Regions from separate parts of the Mus musculus genome. Here region 2 is linked to region 1. The links are chromatin contacts, called in public HiChIP or PLAC-seq maps. All regions are on one chromosome and are shown on one strand. The core of a region is the stretch at or near the end of the contact, and the rest is flanking DNA. Distances in the headings are between cores, read along the strand shown.

Region 1 (5,864 bases), core at 1,343-3,842:
GGTTGGTCTTTCTGACTCTTGGGGAACAGATTAGCACATGGTTTCAGCAATCATGGTAGAAAGAGAACAGTGTTCTTAGAAACTCTCGTTATCTCCTACAACTTGTAATAATGAATGGGTTTGATAATGGCCATTTTCACCTCCTTTAATGAGCAGGTAATAATAAGATTCTAGCAGGTTCCCGCCACCCCATAATTTCCTATGTCTGTGGCATGATATGACAAGCTAGGCTCCACAACAGGCACAGCAATGAAGCTTGGCCTGACTGTTTTATGAATATGAATGTCCTCAATGTAGTCACATGCTGAACAACAGAGACAAGACACATCTTTATGCCTGCAGCAGATCATTGGGATGGTAGGGTTGTCTTGGCAGATTAAATCAAAAGTTACCAGCAGCCCTTTGGATTCCTTAATGAAGATTGAGGTGACCTAGCTAGCCAATCCTACTTTGGATTGTATTTAAGGTAGATTAGAAGTGTCAGTAAATGGTACCAATGTTCCTATCTCAACCCCTTCAAAGGGAAGACTGTTTTGTGAGGTGAAGGTTTTTAACATGAAGTTCCTGGGAGAAGGTGTGAGAGAGTGTGTGCTGGTAGTCTGTAGGGGGAGTCAGGAGGAAGGAGGACAGAGGCTGAGGGAGGGATGGGAGCAGAGTTGCCAGGTGGAGGGGCGGATGGTGGAGGAGGGGTGGATGGTGGTGGAGGGGTGGATGGTGGAGGAGGGGTGGCTGTGGAGGAGGGGGTGGATGGTGGAGGAGGGGTGGATGGTGGAGGAGGGGTGGATGGTGGAGGAGGGGTAGCTGTGGAGGAGGGGTGGATGGTGGAGGGGGGGCGGATGGTGGAGGAGGAATGGATGGTGGAGGAGGGGTGGATGGTGGAGGAGGGGTGGATAGTGGAGGAGGGGTGGATGGTGGAGGAGGGGTGGATGGTGGAGGAGGGGTGGCTGTGGAGGAGGGGTGGATGGTGGAGGAGGGGTGGATGGTGGAGGAGGGGCGGATGGTGGAGGAGAGGTGGCTGTGGAGGAGGGGTGGATGGTGGAGGAGGGGTGGATGGTGGAGGAGGGGTGGATGGTGGAGGAGGGGTGGATGGTGGAGGAGGGGTGGATGGTGGAAGAGGGGTGGCTGTGGAGGAGGGGTGGCTGGTGGAGGAGGGGTGGATGGTGGAGGAGGGGTGAATGGTGGAGGAGGGGTGGCTGTGGAGGAGGGGTGGCTGTGGAGGAGGGGTGGATGGTGGAGGAGGGGTGGATGGTGGAGGAGGGGTGGATGGTGAAGGAGGGGTGGATGGTGGAGGAGGGGTGGATGGTGGAGGAGGGGTGGCTGTGGAGGAGGGGTGGCTGTGGAGGAGGGGTGGCTGGTGGAGGAGGGGTGGATGGTGGAGGAGGGGTGGATGGTGGAGGAGGGGTTCAAGGTTGAGCTTGAATGTGCACAAAAGAGGGATCCTCAAAGATAGGATCTGGGGTTGAGTTTAGGGCAGATTTGGTTAGGGTAAGAGAACCTAGTGAGGCAAACACAGTACCCACCCCCCACCCCACCCCCAAACATCCCTTACAGCTGAGGATAATAGAGGAAGACACAAAGGCTTGGGTATAAAATATCTCAGAGTCCTTACCTAAATCACAACACAAGGTATTTAATTATGGGATGCAATCTGAGTTTATTGTGCCATGAAGTAGCCAGCACTCTAGATTAGGGAGAGGATAAAAGGAACACATTTTGTTACAAAGGAAAATAAGTGCTGGGCTGGGAAAAAGGCTCAGAGGTTAAGAGCACTGTCTGCTCTTCCAGAGGACTCAGGTTCAATTCCTACCACCAGTGTGGCAACTCACAACAGTCTGTGATCCAGGGGATCCGGCACCCTCAGCACAGACATACATATGTGCAGGTCAAACTCCAATGCACATAAAAATAAATAAATCTAAAAGAAGAATGAAAGAAAGAAAAGAAGTGTTTTCTTGGGCTGGAGAGATGGCTCAGCGGTTAAGAGCACTGACTGCTCTTCCAGAGGTCCTGAGTTCAAATCTCAGCAACCACATGGTTGGCTCATAGCCATCTGTAATGAGATCTGATGCCCTCTTCTGGTGTGTCTGAAGACAGCTACAGTGTACTTATATATAATAAATAAATAAATCTTTAAAAAACATTTTTTTAAAAAAAGGAAGTGTTTTCTTGTTTGTTTGTTTGTTTGTTTGTTTTACGAGACAGGGTTTCTCTGTATAGCCCCAGCTGTCCTGGAACTCATTCTGTAGACCAGGTTGGCCTCGAACTCAGAAATCCGCCTGCCTCTTCCTCCCAAGTGCTGGGATTAAAGGCATGCGCCACCACTGCCTGGCTAAGAAGTGTTTTCTTTGTGAGACCATGAGGATAAAATTTAGAGTGGCTGCACCGTAGGGATGGGTCAAATGAAATAAAAATATATTCTTCCCACGGGTCTTACCAGAGATGTGTTCTTCACCCAGAAGGCATCCGTTGAGAGCAAAGGCCTCACTAGTGTTGGGGATGGGTGAAAGGGGAGACTTGGTCTCCTCACACTGGGTTGTGTGTAACATGCTTCATCTGGTTCCACACAGAAGCCAAACCTGTTCGGTTAGTTGAGTCAGACCAACCTCAAGTGGAAAGCTTCCAAACCAAAATGTGGCCACTCATCAGTCACAAGGAAAGAACGGGAGGCTCGCTGCCTTGGAGAGAGCAAAAACCTGGCTGGGACGAGTGTGGAATGGCGGATACACACACCATCATTCACACGCTACACTCCTCGGACCCTAGCGCAGTGTGAAGGAGGAGGTTGCTGGTGGAGAAGAGAGATGGGGAAGGGAAGAGGGTCCTAGCAACACGCGCTGATTGATCTTCTCGAGCTGTCTCTGCTATGCACACCACCTGTCACGAGAGTGGGCTCCTGAAACACCAAAGTGGCCCCTTCCCCTTAAAGAGTACAGGAAATAGACCTCCCTCCTTTTCCCACAGTTTATAGGACCTGAGAAAGAGTAGCCTTGCCCAGAATCTTTCAGTGACAAACAAGAAGTTAGGCTTTCACAAGTGCCTGGAAAGATCTCCTGGGTGTTTGCCTTTACAAGTGAACTGAAATCCACAGTCACAGCCAGAAGGACTTAAAGTCTTGCTGGAGAAGCAAGGACCTAGCCAAAGCCCTCAGAGGCTTATCAGCCAACCAACCATGAGGACCAAAGACAAGATTTACCCAGCCAGGCAAAGTGAGAGTTTCCTATATGGGTCGCCAAAAGGTCATGCCAAAAGTGATCCTGACAAGCCAAAGGGGCAGAGGTTAAAAAAAAAAAAAGTATTTAAGAGAGCAAAACAGATATGGGGAGATTTATTACAGAAAATTTATGGCTAGTGCTAGGGTTTTGCTGATGCAGAGTGCCTGCTGCCATGTCTGATACTTAAGTTCAGTCTCTGGGACTCACATGGGGAAAAGGAAGAACTGATTCCCATAAGATCTCCTCTGATGCCAGTTGTGGTGGCACGCGCCGGTAGGATTTGCTGAAGGAGGCAGAGGCAGGAGGGTCACAAGTTCGAGGCCAGCCTGGGGTACACATTTTCCCGGGCGGTGGTGGCGCACTCCTTTAATCCCAGCACTTGGGAGGCAGAGGCAGGCTCTGAGTCTCAGGATTTCTGAGATCGAGGGCAGCCTGGTCTACAAAGTGAGTTCCAGGACAGCCAGGGCTACACAGAGAAACCCTGTCTCGAAAAACAAAATAAAACAAAACAAAAACAAAAAAAACTCCTCTGACCCTCCGCACATGCACCTGGAAGATGCACACCTATACATGACCCCCACACATGCACCTGGAAGACACACACACACACACACACACACACACAGAGAGAGAGAGAGAGAGAGAGAGAGAGAGAGTCAGTCCCTGCGGCTTTCTGGCAAGCCAGTCTAGCTGAATGAGAGAGCTAGACATTCAGTAGCAGTGTATGCAAAAAATAACAATAAATAAAGAAGGTGGAGGATGAGGAAGGGAGATAAGCCGCGTCAACCTCTGGCCTCTATGGGCACATACACCCTCACACCCACGGGTGCACATAGATGTGTGGACAGGAACGTGCACAGACACAATTATTTTTTTAGTATGAAATAGAGTTTATTTAGTGCATGGGGAGAGGAGTTGAAGGGGTAGTAGAGACAGAGAAAGGCAGAGAGAGAGAGAGGGAGAGAGAGAGAGAGAGGGAGAGAGAGAGAGAGAGAGAGAGAGAGAGAGAGAGAGAGAGAGAGAGAGAAGAGAAGGAGAAAGAGTAGAGAAGTAGAGGCCGGCTGTGAACACATGGAGAGAGAAGTGGGAGGGGAAGGGGGAGCTAAGGGGCAGAGAGAGAACAGGGTGAGAGAATAAGGGAGCAAGAGCAAAAACCATTTTTTTTAATTGAAGAAAATATACTACAAAGAGAGGTATGGCTGGCTCTCGGGAAGAGAAGACAACCCTTTTTGAGAGGGTGTGGGAGGGTTTGTACAGAGGTAAGGGAAGTTGCTTTTGGTTTTGCGTGCCCTTCGTGTGGGTCCATATCTGGATGAATGAGTGAGCGTGTCATATTAAGTAGGAAACTTACAGATCCAGTTCTCCTTTCCTCTTTGTTTAAATTGAGTTTATTTTAGTCTTCGTGCAAGTACATATTGTTTATAGAGCATATCCCCATATCCTCAGGCTGTCGCTTTTCAATGCTCCCCGTTCCTGTTAGGTCCCTGCTGTCATTGGTTTTATTTCTGCTTTCATGTCACATATACAGGCACAGTCTTATGGACTTATAAAAATCTGGAGCCGGGCAGTGGTGGCGCCGCCTTTAATCCCAGCACTCGGGAGGCAGAGGCAGGCGGATCTCTGAGTTCGAGGCCAGCCTGGTCTACAGAGTGAGTTCCAGGACAGCCAGGGCTACACAGAGAAACCCTGTCTCGAAAAACAAAAAAAAAAAAACAAAACAAAACACAAAACAAAACAAAACAAAACAAAAAAATCTGGAAAAAACAAAGAAGAGAAAACATCCAATATTTCCCTCTCACACACTTGCATAATTTGCTGAGTAAGATCTCAAGTGTGGCATCTCTTTTCCTGAAAATGACTTAGATTCAGTCTTACTTGTGGCAAAAAGCAATATCGTGGTGTACAAAAATCCATGGGATTTTTTGTTTGCTTGTTTGAATCTGTTCCTCTCATTGGAGACCTAAGTTGGTTCCAGGCACGTTTCTTTCTTGAGATTGATCATTTGGGATATTGGTTATTAGGAGATAGGTTCTGGATGCTTCTACAATACATGGCAAGTAGCTGGGGCTAGACTCCAAGTGCTCAGTATGGGAATAGTTGTTTTTATTTCTGGCCTTTTTTTGTCTTCCGTCTGTCTGCCCACCCATCCGTCTGTCCGCCTATCTACCTACCCAGCCAGCCAGCTATCTATCTTCTGTCTATCATCTATTTCCTCCCTTTCCCGTCTTTTCAAACTGGAAAGACAAAACTTCAATTGTCCCTCCTAAGATTCCTTCTCCCTACCTGTACCTACGTACAGCTCAACTGTCACTCATGTATGGGTGGCCAGAGACATGCTATCAGGACATTGTTGGAGAAGGTAGGATTGGTAGAGCAAGAGGCAGCAGCCAAAGCTTGCATTACCCTGGGTGTTGACAGGGAATTGGCCTGGGACCCAAAGAGACTGTCTTTGCCTGTCTCTCCATTTGCTCTGCCTTCCCCAATCTCACCCTTCTTCTCCCCCCCCACCCCCCCCCCACCCCGCCAGTGGTTCAACTTGTCCTTTGCTTTAACTGTGACCATGTCCTAGCTTCTATGCTCTAAGGTCTCCATGTTCAAAGTGGAGAAAATACAAATTAATCTAACCGCAAACAGATGAAGGTAAAAATAGGC
Region 2 (5,864 bases), core at 1,817-4,316, 140 kb after region 1:
GTGAATATATGATATGGAGCCATGCCCTTCCTGGCTGCTTAGAAGCAATATACTACAGATTCATTCATCCACGTGGCAACCCTTGCCCTAGGTTACAGCGGACTAATTAAGTCAAGTTGTGTTGCTGAAGAAACCAGTGTTCTTAGGAGAGCGACATATGTGGTGTATGAGAGGAGCCCTTTGGAAAGTGAGACGAGAACGTGACTACAAGACTTGGATTAGCTTCCATTTAATGAACTGTGCTAGCATCTGTCCTTCCACATGACGGACTTTTGCGCCTCGACGCAGTTGTACATTACAGAAAGAATAACTCCCCTCCCCTCTTTTTTCATTTTACTTCTTTTGTGGGGGTGTGTGCTGTGCACGTGTGTGACTATTTGTGTTTGTCTGGATGGAAGCTCATGCCGTGGGGTGGGGTACACGTGTATATTTGTGTGTCTATGGATAGCTTCCTTGACCATGCTCTGTGTTTTTATTTTTGAGGAAGACTCTTCCCTAAACAGGAAGCATAGCAGTCCCAGCTATTCTAACAGCCATCTACTGTTAGGCCATCACTCCAGGCATCTATTGTCCTTAGGCCCAATGTGCTGGGCTGTCACACTGGGTGGTGTCTATGTGGGTGCTGAGGATTTGAACTCTGATCCTCATTGGTAAATTCAGCCCACTTGACAGACACTGACTGCAGCCAATATTATTGTTATCATCACTGAGATTATCAGAGGAGTCTGGACTTTTGTGAACTAAGAAATTTTCCTTTTTATTAATTAGTTATTTATTATTTATTTATTTATATCCCAAATGTTGTACCCCTTTCCCCCTTACATGACTGGGTGCATCCTCTCCCACTGAGGCCAGACAAGACAGCCTTCTGCTGCATATGTGCCAGGGCCTTTGGACCAGCCCATGGATGTTCTTTGGTTGGTGGCTCTGTCTCTGGGAGCTCCCAGGGGTCCAGGTTACTTGACACTGTTGGGCTTCCTATGGGGTTGCCATCCCCTTCAGCTCCTTCAATCCTTCCCCTAACTCTTCCAGAAATTTCCCTTTTTAATGGTGGCTGGGAAATGGGCAATTTCTTCTACAGCCTTTATTTGGAGGCTAGGGAGATGCTTGGGGGGAGAAAGTGCTGCGTCCAGTGACACTCAGCCCGGTCTCCAATTCAGCACAGCATTCCTTCTATTCTTCCAAGGAGGCAGCTGCCCTGCCTCCATTCTCCCTCCTATACCCCACTCTGCCTTCACTCTACCCCACCAGGCCTTCACATCTCCAGGCTTCCTAACCCTCCCCCACCCATCCCCACACCCCCACCCCCGCTGCTGCTCTCAGCCTTCACTTCATGTCTTCAGAGCAGTCTTTGCCAACCCTAACAGGGTTAACTCCAGTACCTCACGTAGTGACTCATCTTAGCAGTTCTAACCAGCACAGTGTAGTGACTGTCTCCCAGATGCAAGGAGATACTCTTATAGCAGCCCTTTGTACCGCCTCTGTAACATAAGTGGACACGGCTTTGGATTTTTAGATTTCTTTACTTAATTTAGAGCGCACAGGTCTAGAGGCTACAAGCAAGAGAGAAATGGAGGTTGGGAGTTAAAGAAGTGAAGCTTTAAGGTCAACAGTTCTCAACCTGTGGGTTATGACCCCTGCGGGGATAACATACCAGAAATCCTGCATGCCAGAATATCTGACATTATGATACATAACAGTAGCAAAATCACAGCTATGAAGTGGCAATGAAATACTTTTGGGGTCAGCACAGCATGAGAAAATGTATTAAAGTGTTGTGGCATCAGGACGGTTGAGAGCCAGTGCTTAAGAGTGAGGACAGTTTAACACACGCACTATGGCAGTAGAGAAAAGAAACGGTAGCATAAGAAAGCTCCAGTGGGGACCCAAAGCAGAGCAGGAAATGTTGCTGGTCTTGCCTGCCCAGCCATGGGAGTCAGGCCAGACCGGGGGTGAATGAAGTGAGTGTGAATGAATGCGATCCCACTTCGCTTTCTATTTGTTTTATTGTTGTTTATGAATAAACACTAGTATAACCTGATCCTCCCAGTCTCTGTCACTCTCTTTCTCTCACTCTTGGCTCCATCCCCAAACCTGACTGAGACACTACCCATTCCTTAGCAGCATTCTGTTGCTTTCCTAATAGATTGGGTTTCAGGGTATCTACCTAAGTAGAGTTAGAATGATTGCTACCAAGAACGAGCCCTTGGGTCCCTGCTTAGCAGTGCTTAAGGAAACAGCTTTAACCCCCCAGTGATTAACCCCAGCCACACCTTCTAGAAGCCCTCTGCTCATCCATCAAAAGTATGCACAGTCAACTTGCTCATTAGGAGTAATTGCTCTTAGAGGCACGTGAGATGTTCACAGGAATAAGTGGGATTATCCAGCTTTGCAAAGGGAAGGCATACTTATTGATTCTGTGATTAGGAAGTCACTAAATATAGATGTGGTAATCTTGGGCTTAGTTCTAGCACAGCCAGATGACCGTAAGGCACCTTTTCCAGGTGGCCCACACGACTGAAGTCAGACGACTCTATGATGCTTACGGGAATCTTTGTCCCCGCAAAGGTATGATATAGGACCTTCATGAAAGGCCATATCAAACAGGACTGAGACCTGGAGGCAGAGGCTCAGGATTTCTCAGTGGCAACAATTAAGAGGGCACAGGAAAGGGATGGCAGCGGATCTCTGAGCTCTCCAGTCTACTTGCCAAAAAAAAGGGGGGGAGGAGGGGAGCCTTGTAATCATCTGGCTGAGCTGAAACTAAGCCAATGATGACCGCATCTGTGTTTGCAGTACCAGGGCAACAGCTGGGAAACAGTCCTGCTTTAATCACCCCCACAGCCCAGCCCAGCATGGGATCCATTTCCCATAAGGCCTCTCAATAACCCTCCCTGGCATTGTCTCTCTCCAAAGCCATCTTCCTCTCTGTTGAACTATTTAAACATCTGGTTCTGGCAATGTCTACTATAGCCAATAAAAACCACCTATAAAAGTTTCAGCAGAGATAAGCATTCACAGAAACCTGTGACACCCCTGGCCCAGCCCAGCCTGGCCCTAGTGGGGACAGAGTGACATAGATCCTGCCCCTGGGACAGGGCCCTGCTGTGAGCCTCCAGGAATGTCAATGGCTGCTGTGAGCATAAGGCTTGTTTGTAAAATAAAGTACATATTTCAAATGCCCTCCCTGATAATGACTCCATGATAACCTGAAATAGCACAAATCCAGGTGTGGCTAATGTCTCCAAAAAAAAAAAAAAAAGGCAAATGTTGGGACCTTCAGGACAGCCCCTAAGGCTATGGGAAAGAGCTATAAACTCATGAGTTCAAATATATATGTAATTTCTCAACTACACAAAATATAAGGATGCAATATGAGTCTGAGGCACCCAAAGGAACAAAGGTAGCTACACTATCAGCCAGTTTGTCAGAAAGATACCAGGGCTGGCAGATTCCTGAGTTCAAGGTCAGCCTAAGAGAGAGTGAGGTTAGGCCCAGGTGTGGTAGAAATGGTAATTTCAAGGCCAGGAAGAAGACATTCTCTGAATTCTTTTGCAAAGTTAAGGGAAAAAAATGTATGCTTGCTTGTATACATTTCTCTTAGGATTACATTTCTCTTAGGATTACATTTCTCTTAGGATTACATTCTCTTGCATACATTGTCTTGCATACATTGTCTCTTAGGAATCAAAGGGTTGGGGCCCCAGGGGGATGCTGATTCACAGGATAATCAAAAGGAAACCTGGAGTTTCCTCTGAATGGTAACAAACTGAACGGTATGTAAAATAAAAGACTAGACCTGTGCTCTGCAGGAGATGAGCCATCCAGAGAACTTTTTTAGGATAAAAAGAGAACTGCTTGGAGAACAGACAGACACAGAGACATGAATACACACACAGTACTAACCACAGTAGGCAGAACCCTCCAACATTAAGAAAATGTTCCACAGACATTCCCACAGGCTGGCTGACAGAACAACTCTTCAATTGAGGTTCCTTCTTCTGGAATGACTTGAATTTATGTAAGATTAAAGTACTTATCAGGCCGGGCAGTGGTGGCGCACGCCTTTAATTCCAGCACTTGGGAGGCAGAGGCAAGTGGATTTCTGAGTTTGAGAACAGCCTGATCTACAAAGTGAGTTCCAGGACAGCCAGGGCTATACAGAGGAACCCTGTCTCAGAAAAAAAAAAAACAAAAAACAACCAAAAAACAAAAAAGTACTTATCAGGAGTGGCAGCTATAAATGACAGCTAGCAAACTTACACTTGTTTAAGGGAGATTGGGGAACAGGTAAATATGTGTCCAGAACCAAGAAATTTGGATCAATACAGCCAGACCAGCCAGCAAATGAGGTCAGTTGAGGTCTTTTCCCTCTCTATCTCCAACTTTGCAATTCTCTGTGGGATTAAATCTCAGGCAGGCTCTCTCAGGAGGATGGAAGCAGAATCATTCTGCCTTATCAGCTTAGCCTCTGCAGCAGAGAAGAGCCACTGCTTCTCAGTAGCACCAGCAGAAATCCCAGGATTCAGCATTAGCATTCTGGCTGAGATCGGATGCCCATCGCCAAACCTATCCACATGAACAGAAGGATGGCGAATGTGAACTGGCCAAGCTCGGCCGCAGAGCCAAGAAACAGTGTCAGCCCTCAGTGAGAGTTGGGTCGTGCTCAAGTCAAAAAGAAAAGCAACCCACCCAACTCACCGTGCTTCAGGAGTGGGGAGTGAGTGAATCCTAACACAATGAGCCTCATCCAAAATCTGCCAGTCTCTGCTTTACGGGAGATTTAGTCTCCTGCCCCATACCTTGGGTGCTATGTTGGTGCGTATTGGTGAGCCTGCAACAACAATAGTAACCCAGCCCTTAGATGGGATGGGCTGTTCACATATTTCCACTCAGTGCCCCTCAGAACTCCATACAAAGGTGATATTGCAAGCAACTTCATAAAGAGACTGAAGCAGCAGAAAGCAATTTGCCAAAGTCACATAGCCTGGAAGTGATGGACACAAGCCCCAAAACCAGTAGGCTAACTACACAATGCAAAACAATCCCCATCTAGCTATTATGCCTTTAGTAGCACTACCTTCTGCTTTGGTTTCATATGACTAGAAAGTTATAAATAAAGCATGACCTCTGTGGTGGTTTGAATAGGCATGGCCCCATAGACACTAGTGTTTGACAGCTTGGCCCGCAGGGAGTGGCACTGTGAGGAGGTGTGGCCTTGTTGGAGGAAGTGTGTCCCTGTGGTGGCGGGCTTTGAAGTCTCCTGTGCTCAAACTAAGCCAATGTGGCACATGGTGTCCTTTACTGCCTGTGGAACTCTTGGCTCCTTCAGCACCATGTCTGCCATGCTTCCTGCCCTGACAGTAAGGGACCATAAGAGCTGCCATAGTCATGATGTCCCTTCACAGCAACAAAACCCTAACTGAGGCCACCTCAAAAGTACCAGTGACGACTGAGAAAAATTCCCTCCTGGTTTACATATGTTAAGTGTGACGTGTTAAGAGGCCAATGACTTGGACAAGGTGTGTGTTCTGGACCCAAGAGACCAAGAGAGCAAAGTCGGCAGCAGAGCTTTAGTGAATAACACGAGGCTCAATACCCACGTAGCCTGCAGCAATTATACTGTCTCTGGGCGTAACTTGTGCTTTCTGTGAATACTGGCAGTGGATGGTATTTCTGAGAAGTTTTTCAGAGCCTGATCTGCTTCTGGAAGCTTTCTGATTCATGGGTCATTTTTATTTTGGCTTTGCTTTGTCTTTCTTACTTTGCAGTAAGCGTATCTGACATTATTGCTCTAATAAGTTTTCCCTTTTAACATACAAAATCCAACTTAATCTCAAAGCTCAATGACTATACCGAACAAC

Evidence for each region. HiChIP or PLAC-seq counts read pairs in DNA pulled down with a chosen protein or histone mark.
Region 2: a contact with region 1 is called in an H3K27ac HiChIP or PLAC-seq map of embryonic stem cells, with 13 read pairs. The contact joins two enhancer-like sites. A contact is called at or near these places in 1 of 15 datasets of contacts at CTCF or cohesin (CD8 T cells), 3 of 484 Hi-C or Micro-C datasets (the AML12 cell line, cumulus cells and group 2 innate lymphoid cells), 4 of 115 datasets of contacts at active chromatin or transcription factors (embryonic stem cells and regulatory T cells) and 1 of 9 other capture datasets (embryonic stem cells).

The regions. Positions count from the first base shown.
Region 1 is chr3:129,507,304-129,513,167 of GRCm38.p6, forward strand. No RefSeq gene overlaps it. Among named protein-coding and RNA genes, the nearest start is that of Elovl6, 22 kb to the right of the region's middle. Within about 2 kb of position 2,593, at least 20 of the 459 cell types and tissues checked have an H3K27ac peak or open chromatin away from gene starts, as enhancers often do. A contact at or near this core is called in embryonic stem cells, where this site is marked.
Region 2 is chr3:129,647,380-129,653,243 of GRCm38.p6, forward strand. No RefSeq gene overlaps it. Among named protein-coding and RNA genes, the nearest start is that of 6330410L21Rik, 100 kb to the right of the region's middle. Within about 2 kb of position 3,067, at least 56 of the 459 cell types and tissues checked have an H3K27ac peak or open chromatin away from gene starts, as enhancers often do. A contact at or near this core is called in embryonic stem cells, where this site is marked.